Regions from separate parts of the Danio rerio genome. Here region 2 is linked to region 1. The links are chromatin contacts, called in public HiCAR-type maps. All regions are on one chromosome and are shown on one strand. The core of a region is the stretch at or near the end of the contact, and the rest is flanking DNA. Distances in the headings are between cores, read along the strand shown. Region 1 holds the start of zmp:0000000991. Region 2 holds the start of lyz (lysozyme).

Evidence for each region. HiCAR-type assays count read pairs that join an accessible place to other places.
Region 2: a HiCAR-type map of caudal fin shows a contact between it and region 1, with 3 times the contacts expected there. The contact joins the promoter of lyz here to the promoter of zmp:0000000991 in region 1. A contact is called at or near these places in 3 of 18 Hi-C or Micro-C datasets (caudal fin, gastrula embryo and an unstated tissue) and 1 of 4 datasets of contacts at active chromatin or transcription factors (caudal fin).

What each region holds. Positions count from the first base shown.
Region 1 is chr24:27,915,998-27,920,865 of GRCz12tu, reverse strand. It overlaps zmp:0000000991, which reads left to right and starts at 1,583. Exons shown (of 5, transcript XM_073940713.1): 1 at 1,583-1,881; 2 at 2,810-2,949; 3 at 3,090-3,249. It also overlaps a transcript of chodl not described here.
Region 2 is chr24:27,958,153-27,963,184 of GRCz12tu, reverse strand. It overlaps lyz (lysozyme), which reads left to right and starts at 3,519. Exons shown (of 4, transcript NM_139180.1): 1 at 3,519-3,683; 2 at 3,787-3,942. The coding sequence starts at 3,548. It overlaps abcc13 (ATP-binding cassette, sub-family C (CFTR/MRP), member 13), which reads left to right. Exons shown (of 24, transcript XM_073940721.1): 22 at 40-234; 23 at 314-422; 24 at 2,168-2,264. The coding sequence ends at 398.

The sequences.
Region 1 (4,868 bases), core at 334-2,833:
AGTTCGATTATGACCTTAATTGGATAAAATTAATCAAAAATCGCTGTTTACATGGTCAACTTTTAATCAGAGTATTGTATTAATCATACTGAAATCAGATTATTGATGTCCATGTAAACGTCCCTAGTAGCAAAGAATTCTGGCCCAGATTTGGCATAAAGCTGGCACAGCAGGCATTCATCCGGCACTGGCATACAGCATGTGGGCCAAACATGGCCCGGGTTTGGCAGAGGTGGCACCATTTTTAAGGCGGCACACAAGATTTGGGCCAGATGAAAAATGTAGTATTTGGCCCAGATTTAAAAATTTGATAAGTGGGCCATGTCAGTTTGGCCAGTCTTGACCCACATTTAAAATACACTAAAATCATTTTTAAATAAAGAAAAAAAATTCTACCAATCAGGTCACTTTGAGAAAAAGCATGCCCATAGTGTGCCTAAAGCGCATCACTCCATGGGTTTATCAATTTCATTGCAATCGTGACACACCAACCTCTCTGGCCCAGTTCAGGCCCAGTTATGAGTTATTAACTTGGCTGAGACTTGGCCCAGATATGGTCTGTGTTTGGCCCTTGTCTGGAAGCCAGATTTGGTCCAGTCATGTACCGTAATTCACTGCGGCATGTGGGCCAAGCAAAACCTGATTGTGTGGGCCAGAGCTGGGCCAGAGAAATTTTGCTATGTGGGGTAGTCAGTGAAAACCATTAACCATGCTTTTGCCACACTAACCATAAATCATGATATTTTGTAGTAAGATTGTGCCAATGCAAATGGAAAATAAAACGGCAAAACCATGAATAACCTACAAAACTTTACTGTTCAAAACTATTCATTATGGTTATGGGTGTGATTCAGAAACTAATGTTTTTAGTGGAATCATTTCCAAGATTGGTTATATGACTACGACTTTATGAATCAGACTAAAATCAAAGCAGGATTTGTTTTAGCAAGGGATGGTTTGTGTTATTTAATTGCTGACTCACCCTCAGGCCATCTAAGATGTAGGTCACTTTTTTCTTTATCTGAACACAAGCTGACTTTCCAAAATCATAACTGTGTAACAAATTGCATAAACCCAAAAACAACCAATTTTATTAATTTAAAATAGTAATAAAAAGTCATATGTGGATTTATTGTAGCCTTTAATGAGAGTAAACCAGAAGGTGCTTCTGTGTGACGCAAATGAATCACTGAATCGGTTCTTTAGAGTGAACTTTTATGAAGAACCGATTCGCATTGATAATACGTAGGCCTGCTTTTGTTTACTATCACCCGCACAAATATATTTTATTTATATAAATAAAACACGGCTTGTTTATTCTCTGTTGCTATCATCATAGGTAATACTTATATTTTATATATGACTGAAACACTTTCTCTTTTGGAAGAAGTCCAAATATCACAAGTTCGCATGACATACAAAAATAATAAATAAAACGCAAACGTTGTCTTGGCATAGAATTTCTATATGTCCTGTAATACACTCGCCATTTTAAAGTACAGAGTTTGTTACCAAAACACAAGCGCGTTCCCGCACTTCCGCAGCTCTGCTCTGCATAACACACACACACACACGCCTCGGTGGGAAAGAAACACATGACGGGCTGCGGCTGCCAGACTCTGTTGAGAATGACGGCTGTCCCACACCGTTTCTCCGCTGGAATTTACAGTCGTGGCTCTGTGAGGGTACTTAAGTGTACAGCTGATGCCCGGAGGGTATAAAGGGAGGTAACCGAACTAGATGCGCCAGCTACAGTCAGCCTATAATGTCAAAACATGATGCGAAGGTGCAGCAGTCAAGTTGTCAAAGCGGAGTGAAAGCCAGCGTGACTCGCGTTGTCTCAGATCAGGAGAGATTTTACACACACACTGACAAAACACGGTAGGCTACAAAGTTTATAAGTACTCGCTTACGCTGTGAGGATACTTTCTATTTCTCAAACTCTACTTTTCTTACTTTCATTTCTCTTAAACTGAACTTTAACCCAAGAAAGCCTGTAGCTTTAAGAGGACAGGTTGAAGTTCTTACGTAGTTCTAGTTTTCGTAAATATTAATTTGCTGACAGTTAGGTGCATCAGTCACAGCAATTGAATTTCCTAAAATCAAAGAATAATAACAATGTCAGTGAATTGAACAATAATTCAAGCATTGATTTTTTTTTTGTATAGCACCACCCCAGTTATATACCCCAGTTATATAATACATGTTGCCTGCACAGAGAAGTGCTCTTTTAAACAATCAAAAATGTAAATATATATATATATATATATATATATATATATATATATATATATATATATATATATATATATATATATATATATATATATATATATATATATATATATTTACCAACATGTTTGCTTGACTACATCTCAGTTTAATGAGATGATTTTAATTACACCTCTATGACATAATGAGTTGTCATTACTCTTCTGCTGAATGTCTGCTTAACATGTCTCACCATGTTTATGGTAATACTTAAGCTCTTATGCAATTTGTTACACCCATTTGGTCTCATTAGGTCATTCCTTAAAAAAAAAAAAATCATTTCACTAAGTGGTAATTTGGCCAAAGCTGTCCACTAGGCTGATCTGTTGATCATTTTCTTGTGGAGGCGTGAGCACAAACATGAAATGTCCCTGTTGGAGGCATGTGCTGGGTGTTATTGTAAAGAATTTTTCTGAAGGGAGTGAACCTTGAACTTCACGGTTTAACTAAATAGTTGCAGACATGTGGATTTCATGCGTCTGCAAAGAGAAAGAGACTGCTGTCGGTGTATTGTATTGTAATGCCAAGGCTTTGTTAGTTTTCAGAATGTCAGTAAGCAAGAGAAATTAAATCCTGCTGCAGCTTCTCAACATAACCACAACAAGGAGGATTTAGAGACAAGAACTACTTCATCTCCACCACCGTTGCAGTTAAAAGGGCAGCAGAAAAGCAGCAGAGGTGTGATTGTAATCTTGCACATAAACAGATCATTATAAATTCATAAATATTTGATCATTTTATTGACAAGCATTTTCTGCCATGTTGAGTTGTGTTCTTTTTAACACTTCTGTTTGTTTTTTTTTTCTTTCGCTGATCAGATTTGCAAATCAAGCAGATATTACTGTTTGGATCCAAGAATACATCCAAAGAACAGAGGGAATCTACCAGATTCACCTCCACCATCTCTATCAAGCTTCCCACCAGAAGAAATAAAAAAGACACAGCAGAGGAAAAAAAATTACAAGCGACAACAAACTTGTGAGTGTGAGAGTGTTTTTCACTTTGTCATGCTTAAAAATAAATATATAGTATAATGCTAACATATTTGGATTGTCTGCTCATAGATTATTGAACTGTTGCAATGTAATCTTTAGCAAATCTAAACATTATTGTCTAGTTTTTTTGTGATTACTTCCATTTACAACAAATGCTTTTAGTTTTACACTTTAAAATATTTTAGTGTTTGACTCCTTTTTAGAAAAAAATATATAAAACTTTAGTCAGCCAATTATCAGTTACTCAATAGAAATAATTATCGACTGTAATAAAAGTTATTATCGGCTTATGTTTGTTAGCCAGAAATTAAAAAAATAAAGGTGTCAATATTGTGTCATTTAAAGTGATGCCATGGAAGAATCATTTGTTTTGCGTAGTGAACCTTGTTTTTCAATAAATATTTTAATAAACTAAAGAACTATTTAAAGCTAAAAGTTAAAAATGGAACTATCAATGTCAATGAAGAATATTCAGAAGAGTGAATATTGTTGTTAGGCATTGGACAATAACTGTTTACAAGGTTTACCGCAGTTTGGAAAAAAGTCAAGGTTTTAATGCCACTAAAATGTTCTGTTACACCGTTCCCAAGGTATATGTAAGTTTTTTTAATGTATTTTTATTTTTTGTAAAGAAATCTTTTTGAAACTAAAAAGGAGAGCAGAAATCAATGCTTTAATAATAATAATAATAATAATAATAATAATAATAATAATAGCCTGACATATTTACTATACCAAAATATTATAAATTTTTCTTAAAAAAAAATATTTTGTGTTCAATGGGGACAAATTTTTTTTCACCCAGACATTTAAAAAATAACTTTTTAATTTTTATTTTAGAGCAGTAATCACAATACCGTCATGGTATTTTTTTCCAAGGTTATCATACCGTCAGAAACTTATACTGGCCCATGCTTAATTGTTGTATCCCTTTATGTTTACTGAAAATTCTTTATTGGTATTGATGCCTGCGTGAGGAACTATTTACATCCATGAACGTTTCAATTACACAAAGTTCTTTAAAGTAGAAAATGTTTATTATACCATTAAAATTTTCTGTACAGGTCCCCGTTTATTAAATACTTTGAAGAACTCCCTGGCCTTTAGAATTCATTAATTTAATTTAATTTAATTTAATTTAATTTATTGTAATTTAATTTAATTTAATTTTTGTTCATTTTTTTTTCATTTATTTATATGTTATTTCTATTTTGTACTCTTCGGATGTTTCCAAGCCCTTCATGTCAAATGATAACATATTTACTATACAAATATGATATAATGTATTCCCTCACCATTAACTTTGATAAATCTGGAAGGTTTTGTGATTCAAGATGAGATGACCTGGGTTGTTTTTATATTAAGATGCACCTTTTGTATAATTCTTTATTATAATAATAATAATTATTATTATTATTAATAATATTATTATTTATTATTAATATTATTTTAATGTTGCCAAGCCTCTCATGGTAAATGATAACATATAGTCTGAACAAATATGGTACAAATATGGTACACTCTGTTTCCTCACTGTCAACTCAAAGTCTGGAACAATGCATATATTTTATTTTTATTATGTTTTTTTCTTTTCTTTCTACC
Region 2 (5,032 bases), core at 2,270-4,769, 40 kb before region 1:
TGTGTGTGTGTGTGTGTGTGTGTGTGTGTGTTGTGTTAGCTTTGGTCAGAGGAGGCTGCTGTGTTTGGCCAGAGCTCTGCTGGCCAGGGTCAGAATCCTGCTTGTTGAAGAGCCTCTTCATCATGTGGATCCAGAAACTGAAGATTTGCTGCAACAGGTGATCCACGCGGAGTTTAAAGACTGCACAGTCCTGTTTCTCAGTCAAAACCCACTCAGTGTCCTGCACACGGACAGGTCAGAAACCACACTGAGACACGTCCTGTTATTAATAGTCAAGTTTGAGGGATTTATGATGTGGTGTTGTTTTCTTCAGGGTGCTGGTTTTGGACAAGGGACAAGCTGTGAAGTTTGATGCTCCTTCCACTCTCCTCCAGCAGGGGCCGCTGTTCAGCCAATAAGATCAGACCTGCTCTTACACTACAGTTAATATTGACAAATATTTCAGCGTATCCATTTCACATCATATTTTAGGAACAGTAAAACACAGTATTTATTAATCAGTTATGAGTATTTTAAGTTAATTTGAATATTAATATCAATCAGTTTTTAGTTAATGAAGGTTAAATTACAACAAACAGATTTTGAAATATTCTAGCAAGTTGTGAGGATTACTTTCAATTTTTACATTTCAGCTGATTTTCGTTTTGTTTATATATATATATATATATATATATATATATATATATATATATATATATATATATATATTAAAATATAATTATCTACATTTTGATTTGTAGTGATTAATTTTTATTGATATTAATTTTATATTATTATTAGAAGTAGTAAATTAAGTTTTAATTATAACAAACAAATTTTAAGTATTGTAAGTTGTGAGGGTTACTTTGACTTTGTTTACATTCCTTTCAGCTACTTTACATTTTGTTATTTATTTATTTGTATTCCTTTTATATTTATTTGCTAATATAATTATGTAGATTTTTATAATGTGTTATTTTAATTTTTTAAATTTTTTTAATGTTAAATGTATATTGTATATTTAGATTTATTATTAAGTTGATTAGTATGATGTATGAATTTATTACTGAAGGTTTTTTAACAATTAATTGAAGCAAAACAATATTTAATAAGCACAGACATACCAGTTTACAGAGTAACTCCAGTAAAGGACTGGTTTATTTATTTCATTTTTCGCCATACATTTGATTAGAAGAGTTTGACTTGGGTTGATTATAGCAAATAGTGGAACACAAACAGATTTTGAAATATTCTTGCAAATTTATTTATTAAATCCATTCAAATATTGTCATTTTTTGTACTGTGTAATTTATATTGATTTGCTCATACAATATTTACATTTCGCTTAAACAATACACTATTATTTATATTTAAAAATAGCTATATATAAATCAAATGTATAGCTCTTTTTTACACAATTAATCAAAGCTAAAATATTTGTCACACAAATACAGTAAGCCACTTCACAATGATATCTTCAAAATCTGTGCTTGACTGAATCATTTCATTTATTGTTTTGTAATTCACATTATACCTTACGTTCTCCAGGCACAGTTTGAATTGTTGATAAATGAAGATAATACATCTGATTTAATTAGTCTCCTTTGTTTATAATAACTTTAATCTAATTTGATAGTAATAATTCCAGCAATACATCCATTACAATAAAAATCGCTTTTTTATTTTGCACATTAGTTTGCCGGTATTTGTTTAAAGTTTCACCATACTTTTAAATCATGTGCTATTTGAAAAGGGCTGTTATGACTGGAATTAAATGTTTTTTTTTATATCAGTGTTTTAGATTGAAGTACAATATTTATAGGTAAAATTCACCAGCATATGCTTAAAGATAGCCATGCTCCAGGTCCTTGTGTCCTTCTAAGGTCTGTTTGTGGTTTAAGCTGTTTGTTGACACACGCTTGTCTTCTCCATTTTTCTGTGAAGTTATTGTCAGTTTATTGCACACTGGGTTGCATTAAGCTGCAGTTTTTTCACAACAGTTTTCCACATTGTAACAGTCAGTCTCCAAATTATTCCATCAGTCCTCAAATTTAGTCATTTGAGGCCATGAAAACACTTAAAACTACATGAAGGTAGTTTGGCATTAGGTTTTAGACTTGTTCTTGTTTGGCATATTGCAACCTGTGTAAAAATGATTTGATTTTTATTTTTTTTTTTTTTTTTTCAGAAAGAAACGGTCCAAAAAGAGTTATGTGAACATTTATCCATGTGTTTAATGTTTTTTAAATTAAAAAAAAACATTTTTATTAAACCACTTGTGACTAAACCTTTTTTAGTTATTCTATTTTGTGACGAGTCTGAATGGCCAAAGTACTCTTGAATCCAAAATCTTTATAGTAAAATGTTTAATCTTACTTGCAGTGTTGGGTATAATTTGTAACAAAGTTGAATTCCATATCTGCTGAGTGAAAAAGTAAAGTAAGAGATTGCTGTAAATATTTAGGTTATTTATTTATTAATACAATATAGAAAGTAACAAAACACAATGTAAAAAATCAATAAAGAAAGTAAATATTAAAAGTAATGATAAACTAATGATGTAAACAATATTAGCAACAAAGTTTGTACAATTCAGGGAGGGTAAAGAATTTCACCTAATAGTCAAACTCTGTATTAAATAATATAAAATCTTTGTTCTTAGTCTGAAGAGGAGACTGTGAGAGAAAGCTTACTGGTTGTTAAATTAGAAAATTTGTAACTTGCAGATTAAAATGATTTAAATAATTTTATAAAGGCCATGTTTGAAACAAATGTAAAAACATAATAAATGTTAAGAATTTCAGATATTGAGATTTTACAATTTAAAAAAAGCAATAAAGTAATAGCAGAGACCTACACTCTTAAAGTAAATTACCCAACTCTGCTTACTAGTAACTTTTGGAATAGTTACTAGTATCCATTGAACAAATACTAGAATCTAATTAAATTGTGTGAGTGTCCAATGAAAAGATTCTTGTATTTAAAACAGTACCAGTATCTATATATGTACAAAATTTAGTGCTAGCAAAATGCAAATAAATACTACTGCATATAATGGATTGCATTGTAAATCGACTCGCCATAATACATTTATTTCCTATTTTTACTTTTAACAAAAAATAAGTTCACTGAGTATTTCATGTCATTAAATCGCATTAAACCTCTTGCATGCTTTATGTACACTAGTGCAGTTCGCTAAATGACCACCGGTGTCACTAATAACACGATCGTTTCTGAATTCTGCATTAAACGCCATTTATACGTTGCTCTTATTAGTAAACAATTTCTCCATCATGAGCTCGACCAGTATTGCATATTTCATCCTCTTAAATCCAGAGTTGTTTCTTTTAATCACTTTCTCTTCATGATAAAAGCAGTTTTTGGTTTTCAGAAGTTTACAACAAACCCAGTCAGTTATTGCCTCAGCAAACACTGGAGCAACTGCACACTTGTGAAAAGCTTCTTGCGAAACACAAACCTTTCTCTGGACTTATAAATAAAGGCATTCAGCAGCTCCACCATACACCTCCACTGGTCTTGATAAAGCAGATATCAGCAGTGATACAATATGAGGCTGGCAGTGGTGCTTTTGTGTCTGGCGTGGATGTCCTCGTGTGAAAGCAAGACACTGGGACGCTGTGATGTTTACAAGATCTTCAAGAATGAAGGGCTTGATGGATTTGAGGGATTCTCCATTGGCAACTGTGAGGTTTATTTTTATTCTCATTACAAATATGCAGGATTTAGCCATTTTGTTTCTGTATTAGCTAATGATAAATATGTTGTTTCTGATATGAATTTGAACAGATGTGTGCACTGCCTACTGGGAAAGCAGGTTTAAGACCCACCGAGTGCGTTCAGCTGATACGGGGAAGGACTACGGGATCTTCCAGATTAACAGCTTCAAGTGGTGTGATGACGGGACCCCTGGTGGGAAGAATTTGTGCAAAGTGGCCTGTTCAGGTATGGTATTCTTGTAAATAGTTTATGTCAGAGGTGCCCAAATTTGGTCCTGGAGGGCCGCTGTCCTGCATAGTTGCAACTTGCTTCAACACACCTCTCTGGAAGTTTCTAGTATACCTAGAAAGAGCTTGATTAGCTGGTTCAGGTGTGTTCAATTGGGGTTATAACTAAAATATGTAGGACACCGGCCCTCCAGAACCGAGTTTTAAATGTTAAATTTGGCATGAAAACTTTAGATATTGGTAGCAAATTTCAGAAAACGGTCATAAATATGTTCACCAGCATGGACCACACCACACTTTAAGCTAGACTTTATTGTAGGGATGAAAGGGATGAAGTGGCATGAAGGGGAAGGGAAGTAAGAGGATAAACAGTGAACAGGTTGATTGGGTGTCCTACGATGATGCCCAGAGACTCAGAGTGGGGGTAGTGTCTCTGTAATGTTTTGATATAAGAGAGGGTTATAGGATTCTTAATGGGAAGCAAGGAAATAAAGGGAGGGAAGGTGGGTTTGAGAGAATGAGAAGTACAGTGCTAGAGGGCTGGTCTGCCTTAAATAAGTTTTAGAGAGTACGTGATTGGTTAAGGAGGCAAAGTGAGACATGGGCCTGCTGCCAATTCTTTGTTAATAATTTAACTTCATTAAGGTAGCATGTTGAATTGAACTTCAAATATAAAAGAAGAAAAACTTGAATAGTATTTTCCAAAATTTCTTGTAAACTTCTCAAATAATTACAAAGAAACAGAAACAAAAACCTTTGAATAAAATACTGAAAATATGTTTTCAAAACCATAGTTGAGACAAAACGCATAAAAAGACTGATTCAAAAGTTTATCTAAAAACAGAGTGTCCGTGGGGTTTTAAGAAGATATAAAAGTTGATAAATCAATGAAGAAAATTTTATTTATTTATTTTCTATGTATATATATATATATATAAATTTTTTTTTTTCACTTTTATGTGAGATAGAACAGTGGAGATTTCAGACAGGAAAGTATTGAGAAAAAAGAGAGGGGAAGGGCTGGCAAAGGGCCTCAAGCTGAGAATCAAACTCAGGTCACTGCAAAGCACCATGGTGCTATATGTCGG